Linked DNA regions of Mus musculus: regions 2 and 3 are each linked to region 1. The links are chromatin contacts, called in public HiChIP or PLAC-seq and promoter capture Hi-C maps. All regions are on one chromosome and are shown on one strand. Each heading gives the region's core, a stretch centred on a gene start, on an enhancer-like site or on the middle of the called end of the contact. The rest is flanking DNA. Distances are from core to core; before and after follow the strand shown. Region 1 holds the start of Adgrb2 (adhesion G protein-coupled receptor B2). Region 2 holds the start of Tinagl1 (tubulointerstitial nephritis antigen-like 1). Region 3 has its middle 38 kb from the start of Ptp4a2.

The links. HiChIP or PLAC-seq counts read pairs in DNA pulled down with a chosen protein or histone mark. Capture Hi-C pulls out chosen DNA fragments and counts their contacts.
Region 2: a promoter capture Hi-C map of liver shows a contact between it and region 1. The contact joins the promoter of Tinagl1 here to the promoter of Adgrb2 in region 1. A contact is called at or near these places in 9 of 39 promoter capture datasets (the 3T3-L1 cell line, the C10 cell line, the HPC-7 cell line and 6 more), 1 of 15 datasets of contacts at CTCF or cohesin (stem cell-derived epiblast-like cells), 5 of 484 Hi-C or Micro-C datasets (differentiating embryonic stem cells, group 2 innate lymphoid cells, nephron progenitors and 2 more), 13 of 115 datasets of contacts at active chromatin or transcription factors (craniofacial prominence, embryonic forebrain, embryonic hindbrain and 5 more) and 4 of 9 other capture datasets (adipose tissue, embryonic stem cells, liver and 1 more).
Region 3: a contact with region 1 is called in an H3K4me3 HiChIP or PLAC-seq map of forebrain, with 4 times the contacts expected there. The contact joins the enhancer-like site here to the promoter of Adgrb2 in region 1. A contact is called at or near these places in 16 of 39 promoter capture datasets (the 3T3-L1 cell line, 3T3-L1-derived adipocytes, the C10 cell line and 10 more), 2 of 15 datasets of contacts at CTCF or cohesin (large pre-B cells and pro-B cells), 10 of 484 Hi-C or Micro-C datasets (the HL-1 cell line, LSK cells, cerebral cortex and 5 more), 19 of 115 datasets of contacts at active chromatin or transcription factors (SST interneurons, T-cell acute lymphoblastic leukemia, bone marrow-derived dendritic cells and 12 more) and 4 of 9 other capture datasets (adipose tissue, embryonic stem cells, liver and 1 more).

What each region holds. Positions count from the first base shown.
Region 1 is chr4:129,981,911-129,986,458 of GRCm38.p6, reverse strand. Adgrb2 (adhesion G protein-coupled receptor B2) reads right to left here and starts at 1,589. Exons shown (of 30, transcript NM_001290715.2): 1 at 1,152-1,589.
Region 2 is chr4:130,172,974-130,177,579 of GRCm38.p6, reverse strand. It overlaps Tinagl1 (tubulointerstitial nephritis antigen-like 1), which reads left to right and starts at 2,778. Exons shown (of 12, transcript NM_001168333.1): 1 at 2,778-2,857; 2 at 3,373-3,687; 3 at 4,585-4,606. The coding sequence starts at 3,381. Gm52490 (a long non-coding RNA gene) reads right to left here and starts at 4,258. Exons shown (of 3, transcript XR_003955116.1): 1 at 4,209-4,258; 2 at 3,809-3,868.
Region 3 is chr4:129,780,061-129,784,932 of GRCm38.p6, reverse strand. No RefSeq gene overlaps it. Among named protein-coding and RNA genes, the nearest start is that of Ptp4a2, 38 kb to the left of the region's middle. Within about 2 kb of position 2,447, at least 149 of the 459 cell types and tissues checked have an H3K27ac peak or open chromatin away from gene starts, as enhancers often do. A contact at or near this core is called in LSK cells, adipose tissue, bone marrow-derived macrophages and 10 more, where this site is marked.

The DNA.
Region 1 (4,548 bases), core at 340-2,839:
CTCCCCAGGGACTTCCCAGCGTCAGTCCCGCAGACACCTAGACACCTAACGAACGCTTGGGTTGCGGAAACCCAGGGTTGTCCGCGCGAGAAGGGGCGGTGGGTCTCGGGCTGCGGGCAGGGGGCGCCAGAGGACGCCCAGGGGCCGGGCAGGCAGCTGGCAAGGCGGGCAGGCGGGCGGCATCTCTCGGTCCGGGCGCCCCTCCCCCCGCGGGCAACAGACTGGTCGCCCGTTCTGCACTAGCCGTGGCGCGGAGGATTTCCCGCTGCTGTGCTCTCGGACCGAGCCGACTGCAGGAGTGGCCGCCAACTTCACAGCCTCCAGTCCCCCAAATCATGCCAGCCCCCGGGGGTGCAGGAGAGTGCGTCTGGTGCCTGGCTCTGAGACCGGTGGTGGGAGGATAAGGATGCGGGGGGAGGGAGGCGGGTGTCCGGCCAAAGACGAACGCGGGAGTCGGATGCGGGTTCGATGGAGATCACGGCCTGGGGAAAGGGGCTTGGAGGAGCAAGGGGGACACGGCCCCAATTCCAGGCTGAGGGGGAGGGGACTTGCATCAGAGATTGGAAAGGGAAGGCGGGACTCTGGGCAGATATGGGGGAAGGGGCACTCGGGGCAGAAATAGAGGGGAAGCATGGTCGCCGTGCAGGCGCGGGGGAGGGCACTAGCAGACACAGTTGGGGACCGAAACGACTCCGGGCAGAGTGGAGGAGAGGTCCAGAGTCCCGCGGCCAGACTAGGAGGGGAGATGGGGGAGGGGGGAGGACAGTCGAGCTGCAGGTTGGAGAGGGGGTTCAAATCAAGACCGGGGGCGCACTGCTGGGATCTTGGCCGAGACAGGGCAAGACTCGCGACAGCGGTGTGGCAGTCTGGGTCAAGATTCTAAAGGTGGGGGACTTTGACACAGACGGCAAGGGGTCGGTCCAGGCTGGGGGAGGGGGTAGCAAAGGGGTTCGCGGGAGACTAAGGGGGCTTCGGCCCGGGCCTCGGGAGTCCCTCTTAAGACGGGGGTTGGGTGAGCGCTGGACAGACTCTGTTCTGGCCGGAGGAGAATTAAGCAAGACCGGCTCACGGAGCACCCTGAGTGCGGGCACTCGGGACTGCGCGCGAGGGTTCAGTGCGGGGCCGGCCGGGGTCTGGGGCCGAGCACTCACCTGGGCGCCGTCAGCAGCAGGAGCGGGGGCCGGCGCTAGTGGAGGCGGCCGCGGGGCGCAAGTTTGCCATCCCTAAGGCGGGGGCCGGGCTGGGCGCAGGGCAGCTCGCCGCAGCCGCGCCGAGGCCCGAGGCTCCCGCTCCGCCGAGCGGCGGGTGCAGAGCAAGCACCGCGGAGCTGCACGGGGCGGGCGGGCGGGCGCCGGGCCGGGCGCGGGCTCCTGCCGCCGCCGCCGCCTCCTCGCCGCGCCGCCCCCCGCTCCCCGCCCCGAGCACCGCCCGCGCCGCGCGCCGCCTCCTATTCGCGGGTGGCGGCCGCAGCCCCAGCCTCTGATCGCCGGTGCCGCATCCTCCTCTCTGCCTCCCAGCGCCGCCGCTGCCACCGAACCGGATTCCTCCGGCCGCTCCGGCCGCTGCCCGCAGCGCGCGCCGGGCCGAGTGACGGCCGAGGCGGGACGCGGCGCCTGCGCGGGCCGGGCCCGGGAGGGGGCGCGCGCCGGGCCGGGCGCGAGGAGCCGCGGGAGAAGGGGCGGGGGGGCGGGGGCGACGCGCGCCGCCTCCTGTTAAAGGGGGAGCAGCGCCAGCCGAGCCAAGCGCGCCCTCCCCCTCCCCACCCTGGGCCCCAGGCGCCGGCGCGGGAGAAGCCCAGGGTAAGCCCCCACCCTGCCTGTGACCGCCTGGACTGCAGAGTGAGCCTCCCGGTGATACCCCTCCAGCGAAACCCCAGACTAGTGGCGTCTAGCGCAGCCAGGGTCTCCCGAGCTGTGGAGGCTAAAGCGTTTTCTCCCCCCTCCCCATTATGCAGTGCATATTGCATTGCGTGTCCCTGTGCATGCAGGTGACACTCGGTGCACTGAACTTTATATATGCATACAGGTGCCCTGCGTGTGCACTGCAATATTGCCTGGCTGGGTGCATGCAAATGCTGCACATATGCATTGACATGCGCTCAGGTCCTGAATGCATGCTGCTTTTTCCATGTGCCTTAAGAATTATATGTAGAAGCTCACAGGTGCCACATGTGTGTAGCATGCTATGGGTATAGAAGCAACACACATACCCCCGCAGCGTGGCATGTTTACTGCATATTCTGGTGTTCATCGCTGTGATATTGTATGTCCCTAGGCACGGGGATGCTACACGTGTGCAGTATGTTACATGTTTTCCCAAGTCTCTTCTCCCACAAGTGCCTTTCTCTGTGCCAGGGGCGCCCCCATGTTGCATCTGTTTGTGTAGAAGCCACAGAGATGCACAGACCCACCCCATCCTGGCACTGTGCCGAGGAACAGTTGGGTGGAGCCTAAGCCCACACGGCTCAGGCGGTACCCGGAGAGATGTCCATGGCTCAGGGCTCTGGTCAGGCTGTTTGTGGCCTGGGCATGTTGCCATCAGGAAGGTGGGCCGACTGGGGACACACCACAGCAGCCAAAACAAGTAGGTTAATCCGATGACTCTGGGCAGAGAAGCCAGCAGGGGGCAGCTTTGCAACGAGGGTGGAATGACTTTGGGACATACTTGGGAAGGTTCACACACGTGGAGGGACCAGTCCTGTAAGGACAAGGTGGTCCACGGCCCATTCATTGCTAACTTCCCCTCCCCCGCCCCCACCATAACTCGACTTTTGTCGCCTACAGGCTGTGGCAAGATGAGAAAAGCCCACCTCTTCCCAGAGGAGTTACCAAAAAGAGGCAGAGAACTTCTCCTGTCTCTTCCCTCTGTCCCTCCCCCCTAAAGCTGTCCTGGTGACATTTGTTGTGAGTGATTGGGAGAGATTATCGACTTTAATGGAAGGAGGTAATAAGGGACGATGAAGGAAGCTCACCTGTCACCTTAAGGGAATTTATGAAGCTGTGTGAAACAGGGAGGCGGTCTGGGCTTACACCTCCCCTTTTCCTGTGGGAGCCCTGAGAAGGCCAATGCCTTGGGCCTCGCACTGGCAGGCAGAGCTCCTGGATTCTTGATAAGCATCTTCAAACATACCCTGGCATAGTTAGAAGGCTCAACTACCAGTGTGAGAGTTGAGCCAGGCAGGCTTTGCCATCTGCAAGGCAATGACAGCCACCAGACGCAGTGGGAAATCCTGGGCTCCTTCTTTTCTTGCCTACTGTGAGAAGCAACAGAGTTGCGGAGTTGGGAGCTTTGAGGAGGTAGACAAAAGTGGGAAACGTGATTAGGACATGGACTGCTCTCACAAGGATGCAAAGACCAATCTCTGGAAGTCCCTGCAACATTTGCTCTCCAGAGCTCTAGCCCCTTCCTCTCCCTATAGGGAGCCTGCCTCCCTCTTTATGAATATTCATGATCATTTGCATGCTAGAGACCTAGCACCAAGAGAAAGGCAGGCAGGTCTCTTACAGATGTGATGCAGCTGGATCTCTAAAGCCACCCTCTTCCTTGGCTCTCAGAGATCCAGCTGGGTAAGGGGTGACGGGAGGGGCCGCCTCCGGGAGACAGGGAAGTTATTTATCTGTTTCTCTTAGTCCTGACTTCTTGACTTCCCGCCCTATGGAAATGGTGGGTGTTGAGGGACTCACCGGGCAGCCTTGGAAGGAGAAGCTAGGTAAACTGGGTAGAGGCAGCAGGAGTTGTCAGGGGTTGTACAGCTGTCTGGACTAGGACAGATGTTGGGAAGCCCCCCCCCATATGAGGGCTTCCCCCACCTGCTTTCCCAGGAGCCCCTGCCCTTCCAGACTCACTCTGGTGATAATGCCACCCGCCTGCCTGCCTGCCTGCTTGCTTGCCCGCCCAGGAGGACTTGGAGTAATTACAAATTGTTTCCATATTCAAATCCAGCTGGTTGAAGAGAAATTACTTCTCTGAACAGCCCAGGCGGGGGTGAGAAAAATGCATCTTAGCCCCAGGAGGGACCCCCACCCCCCTCCAGGGAGCCTGAGGCTGAGATAACCTGGGAAGAGACACCATCCACAGCTCAATCACAGAAGGCTTGAACAGAGTAAAGGGCCAACCCCTGCATCCTTACACTCTGGGCAAAGGACAGTGACCTCAGCTCTGTGTCCCATGAGAGTCTGCTCTGGAACCTCTGAGATGAAGGGGACCCAATGCATACATATAGGCAGTAAGGGGCCACCTACTCTGACCTACTGTTGTGCTGGGTGACCTTGAGAAAATGCCTTCTGTTTCCTGGGCCTCTGCTTCCTCCTGTACGGAATGATACAAAAGCATAAGCAGGCTCAGCCCGGAGTCCGGGAAGGTCCAAGGTATGGATCAGCAAGTGCTAGGCCCTGAGGAGGGGCCTTTTACAATAATGATCTTATTTGCAACTAATTAATATTTTTTGTTAAGAATAACTACCACCAATATCCCAGCTGGGAGGCAGCACACCGTCAAAGACAGGGCCAGCGGGGCAGCTCATGAGAGAATGAGGGTCAAGCAAGGGAG
Region 2 (4,606 bases), core at 1,529-4,028, 190 kb before region 1:
GTGCTAACATGTAGGAAAACAAGGCCCAGAGAGGGACAGCCTGCTTAGGGTTCCATCTGAGGGAGGAGAGTCACCATAGAGTCTCAGAGGATGGCTGGGCACAGAGGTGTCCCTTGCTGGTGTCCCTTGCCTGTTGTTCTGTCACAGGCTCTAGGACAAGGTCCCATTCTGAGCAAGATTTAGAAAGTGAGTCACCAGGATGGTTGTGCGGAACAGGAAAGTGGGGTCCCTGGCACCCCCAGGCCCTGCCCTTTCCTCTGCTTCTTGGCCAAGGAATCTAATGAGTCATGCGACTCCACTGAGGTGGGCTCTGAGCCAGACTCTGTGATGACAGGGGTAAGGGGTGGAGGGGTGATCCGGCCCCACCCTCCTCCCTGCTCCAAGTTCCTGTCTCCTGTAGACAGACAGACACAGACAGGCAAACAGCTACCCACTACCTACCCCTGTTCCCCCAGCTCGTCCACAGGCATCTAGTAGACAGGTGTTTACAAGTAGGAGAGGCTTTCAACGACATTCTGACACCAGCAGCTTACACAAACGGACACTGGACACGCAGACAGACCCAGGATAGTCACAGAGACACACACTGTCCACACAGCTCTAAGGGCACGGACACACAGGAGCATAGCAGGTAGACAGGTAATTCCGTAGGCAGGCAAGAACCAAAAGAGAGCCAAAAAAAGGTAGAGGCACACAGGGGATATAGCAAGACACACACACACACACACACACACACACACACACACACACACACACTCACTCACGCAAGTGAGTGCCAGAGGGGGAGAGAGAGAGAGAGAGAGAGAGAGAGAGAGAGAGAGAGAGAGAGAGAGAGAGAGAAATCACACACAGCAGCTCACAGGGAAGGGGTGCTCTTTGGCAAAGGTAGACCCAATGTTATGGCCTCTAGCCCTCAGAATTTTGAGACTGACCCATGAAAGCAGGTACCAGGCCTGTTCTGTTGAAGCCAGTCTCCTCCCAGGGGAGATGATGTTGGCAGTTCTGAGGGATCTATCTGCCTTTCGATTTGATGAATCGAGATTGAATAGGAAAGGGGGGGCTTCCCAGCCAGCAGGATCTTGAGACCTGTCATATGACTAAGGGTGCCTCAGGAGAGAGAATACACTGGGTAGCCTGTGTTCTGGCTGTGGAACCTTGGATAAGTCTGCACTCACTTGTGCCCTGCCCCCCACCCCCCGCCACGCCCACTTCCTGGTTTCACATAGCATAAGGTGGCTTTGAACAGGCTACACACCTGAACTTCTGATCCTTCTGCCTCCAGTTCCTGAGTGCTGGGAATACTGACATGTGCTACAGCACAAGTGTGTGTGTGTGTGTGTGTGTGTGTGTGTGTGTGTGTGTGTGTGGTGTGTATGTGCATGCGTGCACACATACAGTCTGTGTGCATTAGACTTATGAGGATGGCTTTGTGGACTCTATTCTCTCTCTCCATCGTCTAGATTCCAGAGGCTGAACTCAGGTCGTCAGTATAGTGGCAAGCCCCATTGCCCACTGAGCCATTCTCACCAGCCCCACAGTTTTTATACGATGCTAAACACGAACTCAGGGCTCTGTACACGCTAAGCAAGCACTCTATCAAGGAAGCTGCATCCAGACCTTGTCTGTTCTCTTGAGCCTCAGTTTATCTTTTAGGCTTCGTGCTCTCAGATCCTTTCAGAGTACGAATGGATAGGTCTGTATGTTGGGTGCTTCCGCACCCCCTGGTGCCTCACCACCCTTGCCTCACAGCAGGGGGTAGCTCGGTCACAAGAATCCCTTGTACTGACTGCTCTCTGCAGAGAGTGACAGCTAAGGGGAGGTGTCTCGGAGAACTAAGAGAATCCCCGCGCTCCTGCTTGCCCCAGAGAAGGCTAGGATAACTGTCTAGGTGTGGTGTCCTTCCTCCACCTAGAGAGTCCTCTGGCCCTGGGCCCAATCTGTTGGAAGAAGGAGCTTGCACAATGGGGAGGCACAAAGTGACAGCCGGAAGGCCTCAAGGGACAGAAGCCCCATTGTGTGAGGGCAAGGCAAAGGTTAGACCAGAAACGGAAAGGGGCTCTGCAGGGGGCCCCAGCTGCCAGGGCCCTTGATGTGGGGCCCGCCACGGGACCTTGGGCCAAGAAGGATGCCCTTGGGCCTGGTGGAGGGGGCAGTGTTGGGCAAGGTGCCCATCACTGGGGGAGGGCAGACCCCACAAGGGGCGGCTGGGTAAGCTCAGACTCCGCACCGCACCCACCTCCTGGGGAGGAGCTGCCCGGAGCTCCGTGAGCCTAGGCAGCTTCCTGAATCATCCCTTGGGAATTCCTGTCATTCCTGGGAGCTGCTGTGGCTTGGAGTGGCCCCCAGCCCAGGGTCACTGGGTCAAGGATGTGCCTGGCTATTTTTCTTCCTGGAGGGCCGGGTTGGGGGGGGGGGTTAGAGATTTTTGCCCCTAGCTCTTGGTCCCTATCAAGTCCTGAACTCTGATCGTAGCTGCCTCCTCGCCCGCTTCTGTTCACGTTTTCAGCTTCGTAAAATCGCTGGGAAAGTCCTTCCTACTATCAGTCCACAATTCTTTCTCCGTGAGTTGCAGTTCTGCTCCCTAAGAAGAGGGTTCCATTGACAAGAGATCCCTCAAGGAGGACAGTCGCGTACACATTGTCCTTAAGCCGTTCCCTCGGAGCTAAGGGCTACTCCAGGTACCTACAAGTGGGCCCCGCCCTCCCCTCCCACAGTCCGGGGTTGGGGCGGGTGCTGCCGGCAGGGCGGTACAAAAAGCGTCCCGCCCTGCGCTCCTCACTTGACTCGGTCTGGCAGTCTCGAGCTTGGAGGCGGAGGCGCGCAGGGCAGCCTGGGTCCAGCCCACACCCCTCACCAGGTAGGGACTCTCCCTGATCAGAGGGTAGAGGGTGTTGAGAGAAGGAGCAGCGAGGAGGGGGCACACTGAGGGAGAAGGACCCAGGGCAGAGAGGCACAGAGGAGAGGGTCAGAGGGACGCAGAGCAGAGGGTCAGAGGGACACAAGGACAGAAGGGCGGGGGCATGCATAAGGAGGAAACACAGAGTCAACAATCCAACTCAGATGCGTCAGAGAGGTAGAGGGACCAAGGGCAGGAGAGGAGAATGCGTGTTGGAAATGTCAAGGTCCCATTTCCTTGTCCATGACAGTCCCTAAACAGGTCAGGGAGGGGGGTCTACTTCTTGTCCCATGAGTGGACTGACATCTAGTGCTGTCTTTTCCCTCCCGGAGACTCGGGAGTCAGGGTTCCCCGCTTTGCTGAGCCTCCTAGGAAAGCTCCAGGACGTGTGAAGGGAGACCCACCCTTGACGTTTGTTAGGGAGTCTCCAGAAGCCAACACCTCTGACCCCTGACCTCTGTTCTCCTCGGGTCTAGGAGGCACCATGTGGGGATGTTGGCTGGGGCTGCTCTTGCTGCTGCTGGCTGGCCAGGCTGCCCTGGAGGCCCGGCGGAGTCGTTGGCGCAGGGAGCTGGCGCCAGGGCTGCACCTGCGGGGCATCCGGGACGCCGGTGGCAGATACTGCCAAGAGCAGGACATGTGCTGTCGAGGCCGTGCTGACGAGTGTGCCCTGCCCTACCTGGGAGCCACCTGTTACTGTGACCTCTTCTGCAACCGCACCGTCTCTGACTGCTGCCCCGACTTCTGGGACTTCTGCCTCGGGATTCCACCCCCCTTCCCTCCCGTCCAAGGTGGGCACCGAGATGGCCAGCAGAGCGGCCACCTTGTCACTCCCAGTCCCAACGAGGCTCAGGAACAAGGCTGATAATGGGTATTTCCAGGCTTTGAAAAATGTAGAAAAGAAATCCTCACCCTGTTTCCTGCCCCTCTGGAAGTCCCTCGTGTGGTCTTACTTGACTCTTTCAAGCAACACTGAAAAAAAATAGTCCTGTTAGGCCCTAGGGCAGGGCAGACAGGCTCCAGCACTATCTCTCAGTCAGTATGGGGAAGGTGGCAGCCCCACCTGCTGACTCATCCTGAGGCTGATAGAGCACGAAGGGCCCAGCCAGGTTGTCATAGCCAGAGACCTCACTTAGGATTCAGCACCTCTGAGAATGGCCTGCACGTGTCCTTTCCCTGTCCCAGTAGGAGAACTACGGAAGTCCTTCCTGTCGCATCCCAAACCCTGCTGGGCTTTGGGCTAAGGAAAACCCATGCCTTAGTTGCTTTATATCAAAATGCTGGGCCTTTTAAAAGGAGTTGCTTGCCTTACCTGGGCTTCAGTTTCTTTCCTAAAGCTCCTTCCATGCCCATGGGCAAGTCCCAACTCATTTGAGTGACAAAGGGTACCAGGAATGTCATGGCTGGCATCCAGGTGAAACGACATGGACCCAAACGGAGTCCTTGAACAGCTTGTGTGTGGCACCCTGTGTGGGAACCCGTGGATGTTCTAGGATGTAGTTTGGGATGTAGTTTGTCTCTAGATTTCGTTGGGCTGGGATTGGTGTGTGATTACCACCAGCTCGGGAGGTTTGGGGCTGCTCCTCCTGAAGTCCCTCGTGTAGTCTTACTTGACTCTTTCAAGCAACACTGAAAAAAAAATCCTCGAGGATTTAGCCATTTCTTCTTTCCTTCTCTCCCTCTGGTAGGGTGCATGCATGGGGGCCGGAT
Region 3 (4,872 bases), core at 1,198-3,697, 200 kb after region 1:
CACAGGCTGCTCCTCCAGGTTCCCTGGAGGATTCCCAACACCCACATGCTGGCTCAGGATCACAATTCCAGGAGATCCGATACCCTATTCTGGGCTTTCTGGGTACCAGGCATGCATATAGTATACCACACACACATGCAGGCAAAGCATTTATATACACAAAATAAAGTACATTTTTTTGTTGTTGATGATGTTGTTTGTCTTTTGAGACAGGATCTCTCTATTCCATAGCTCTTTCCTGGAGTCAGAGCTATCTTATCTATGTAGACAAGGCTGGCCTCACACTCATAGAGATCCATCTGTCTCTGCCTTTTCCTCCCTGAGTTGCTTTGGTCATGGTGTTCTATCAGCACAATAGCAACCTTAACTAAGACAAATAAAAATCTTGTTTCATTTTGTTTTGTTTTGTTTTTTTCAAGACAGGGTTTCTTTCTGTAGCCCTGGCTGTCCTGGAACTCACTCTGTAGACCAGGGTGGCCTCGAACTCAGAAATCTGCCTGCCTCTGCTTCCGGAGTGCTGGGATTAAAGGCGTGTGCCACAACCCCCAGCTTAGTTGTATTTTTTTTTTTAAGATTTATTTATTATTATATCTAAGTACATTGTAGCTGTTTTCAGACACACCAGAAGAGGGCGGCAGATCTCATTACTGATGGTTGTGAGCCACCATGTGGTTGCTGGGATTTGAACTCAGAACCTTCAGAAGAGCAGTCAGTGCTCTTAACCACTGAACCATCTCTCCAGCCCTAGTTGTAATTATTTCTATGTGTATAGGTGTTTTGCCTGCATGTGAGTCTGTGCTCCACAGGTATGCCTAGTGCCCACAGCAGCCAGAAGAGGTCATTGGATCTCCTAGAACTGGACTTCTAGATGTTTGTGAACCACTATGTGGGTGTTGAGAATTAAACCCAGATCCTCTTAACTGCTGAGCCATCTCTCCAGCACCTTTCAGCTTTATCTTAATCAGTTTGGAAATGGACTTGGGACTCCTGCCAAATAGATGAGAAGCCTGGAAGTTTAGTTTGGTTTGCTTTTTTTTTGGGGGGGGGGGTTACTGGGAATCAAACTCAGAACCCGATGCTTGCTATCTATCACTGAGCTGAGCCCCAGCCCTCTTTTCACATTTTCTTTTTGGTTTTCCTGAGACACTGTTTCTCTGTGTAGTCCTGGCTGTCCTGAAACTCGCTCTGTAGACCAGGCTGGCCTCCAACTCAGAGCTCCGCCCAGCGCTGGAATCAAAGGTCTGCTCCACCACCACCCAGCTTTCTTTTTACCTTTTTATTTTGAGACAGAGTCTTACTCAGTTGCCTAGGCTGGTCTTGAACTTGTAATCCTCCTGTCTCAGATTCTGAAGCCACTAAAGATGTTAAACCTGTGCCACCAGGAGAAGACAAAGCAAATCAGGCGACTAGAGCCAAAGGATGGGGGACACTCTGTTGGCCTAGGAGCTTGTTCCTAAACTCAAGCCTCAACTGTTGGATAGACTTGTCTAAAGTTTATGGCTCAAGATCAGGTATATGAGGCATATATATATATTTCTCTCTCTGCCTCCCTCTTCTTTTCTCCCTCCCTAACAACCAAAAGAATCCTTATTTGGCAAATGTATCAGTCAGGGTCCCAACTGAAAACAGATGGTGCACTCAAATTAGAATAATTTGAAGAGGGTTTATTCACAACAGTGTGGGTGGGTGTGGGGGAACTCAGAAGGGGTGGTGCGGTGACCCGAGGCTACAAACAGCTGAGGAACTGTCACTACCCTGAGGCCTGAGGGGATAGGGGAGCTGGTTACCTGATCCCTGAGGGAGAGAGGGCCTGCTCAGGAAGGCCAGTGACTGTCAATCAAGGCCCATTCCAGCCTGGGAAGGAAGAGCAATGAAAGGGGAAGCCCTCTGGCACCTCTTGCCTCAAACTCTCCTCTCATTGGCTGAGTTTAACCAGAGGGTAAAGGGGCCTGTTGGTGACACATCCTGACAGAACCAGACACAGACTAGAGCCAAGAGGAGCCAAGGGTGGACCTGAAGGAGTACACAGAGTACAGCTAGAGTTCCCAGAAAGGAGACAGCCTGCCTCGGGTCCCTCTCACAACCCTACACACTGGTCACGTGGAACCTCACGACAAAATGTTTAGTTATGTTGGCCAGGTTAGACTTGATCTTGAGTCCCCTGTCTCTGCCTCCCCACACACTAGGATGGCATGTGCCACCTCATCTCACTCACAGACCAGAGTTCTGGAAGTGGCATAGAGCCCTGTGGTCCTTAGAGATGACCTATTGAAGGGCACATTCCAGATTCCCAGAATCTAGAAAGAGGCCATTTAACCAGCCTCATTGACTTTGCAGGGAAGAGAAGGCAGGCAGCCCAGCTCCTCCCTTGGCCAGACAGCCCTGTGCTAGCTTCAGGCTGTGGCTTTGCCAGCTCCATTACCCCCCCCACAGAATCTCTGTCCTCAGGCCTGTGTGGCCCCAGTCACCAGCGCCACCAGACAGCAACTTCCCTTTCTCTCCACAGGAGATGTCTGCTTCCTTCTGCAGCCAGTCAGAGAGGCTTTTGGGATTCCCCACTGCTGGCAGGGGTCCAGTAATGCCCTGAGGACAGGGCCGAGCTGCATCCGACTGTCTCATTTGGTCACACAGATACCTGTCCCTTCTTTTCTCCCCAAACATTTAAACATTTATTCTCCTTGCTGCCAAAGTGAATTCTGATACCTCTAAGAGAATGGCCCTCATACCTTTCCACAGTCTTCCTTCCTTCTTTCCTCCTTCCCTCCCTCCCTTCTCAGTGCTGAGGATTAATCCCAGAGCCTCATAAGGAAGTGCTCCTCTGTGCTGCCCCCTCCCCCAGCGGGCTCTCAAATCCAGCTTAGCACCCCTCAAATAGCCCTTAGCACCTCCCCTGAAGGCCTTCCTCATTCTCAAACAGAAGTACTTCTGCATGCAAAACACCTAATAATAGCAGCTAGTGTTTATTGCCCATCTGAGCTAGTTGCCAGAAGGGAGACATCTCAGTCCACATAGGAGCTTTGTGAAGTAGGTGCTTGATAAAATGCACTGGGCATGCTGTGAATGGCACCCCAAACGCATACACAAGCACACGGTGACCTGAGGTCACCGTGAGAGCCACTCCTTTATCTCCATGAGTGAGAAAGCTAGCTTCAAAAGAACACCTCACTTAAGTGCACACAAGCAACCAAAAGGCAGAGATGGGTCCCAAAGCCAGGTCGGACAAAGCCCAAGTCTTTGTTCTTAGACCTATAGTATTTCACTGTGACTGGGGCACGCGCAGACTACAGTGACATAGCGACTTGGAAGAGTCCCAGATGGACTCTGTGACGAGGTTACAGGGTGCTGGCATCCCAGGAGGCCAATTCCCCATACAAATAAAGCACCTTCTGCACTGTCAACAACAATCTCCATCAGGTATTTACTTATTTATTTATGTTATGTATATGAGTACACTATAGCTGTCTTCAGACACAGCAGAAGAGGACATCGGATCCCATTACAGATGGTTGAACCCTCAATTCCCAGCAACCACATGGTGGCTCACAACCATCTGCATTGGGATGCAGTGCCCTCTTCTGTTGTGTCTAATGGGTGCAACCGTGTACTCACATAAATAAAATAAATACATCTTTTTTCATTTATTTATTTATTTTTTTATTATATGTAAGTACACTGTAGCTGTCTTCAGACACACCAGAAGAGGGAGTCAGATCTCGTTAGGGATGGTTGTGAGCCACCATGTGGTTGCTGGGATTTGAACTCAGGACCTTTGGGAGAGCAGTCGGGTGCTCTTACCCGCTGAGCCATCTCACCAGCCCCATAAATACATCTTTAAAAAAAAAAAAAAAAAAGCACATGTCCTGGGGGTTAGCCCAAAGGTTCAAACAAGAGAACCAGCTCTTACCAGCTCTAAGACAGAAGACAGCAATAATACCCACTCTTGTGAGAATTAAACACACTGTTCATGTGAAAAGACTTGTTGATACTGGGGTCAGGGTGGGTAGGTATCACCTGGAACATTTAACCAAGCAGCAAGCAGTGAGCGCTTGGCCAGGTTTCCAGGTGGCTGAAGACAGCTTTGTTTGAAGTGAGGATTGCAGCCAGTTACTAGTTCCCAACATCTTACCAAAAACTTCCAGTGAGGTTTGTGTTGTTGGTTTTTTGTGTTTTTTGTTTGTTTGTTTGTTTTTGTTTTTTGAGACAGGGTTTCTCTGTATACAGCCCTGGCTATCCTGGAACTCACTCTGTAGACCAGGCTGGCCTCAAACTTAGAAATCTGCCTGCCTCTGCCTCCCAAGTGCTGGGATTAAAGGAGTGCGCCACCACTGCTCAGCGCATCACATGTTCTTAACCTTACACTACTATCACGAATGGGATTCCTTTTCAAGTGTTTGGTATCACTCTGGGGATCCAGAGCCACAATGGCTGCCAAATGAGTTTTAACTACAGAGGATGAAAGGATGGTGGTGGTGTTTGCTGTAAAACTCTGACCGAGGGCTGGAGAAATGGCTCAGTGGTTAAGAGCACTGACTGATCTTCCAGAGGTCCTGAGTTCAAATCCCAGCAACCACATGGTGGCTCACAACCATCTGTAATGGGATCCAATGCCCATTTCTGGTGTGTCTGTAGACAGTGACAGTATACTTACATACATGAATAAATAAATAAATACAATGAACAGGAAGGAACAGGAGTAAGGATAAAATCATGTGAATGGGGCTGCAAGTTTGGTGTAGGTCATATTTTGAAGTTTATATCAGACCTAAGAAACAGGAACTTTTTTTTTCAGGTTTTTCAATACAGGGCTTCTCTGTATAGTCCTGGCTGTTCTGGAACTCACTATGTAAACCTTAGACCAGGCACCAGGCTGGC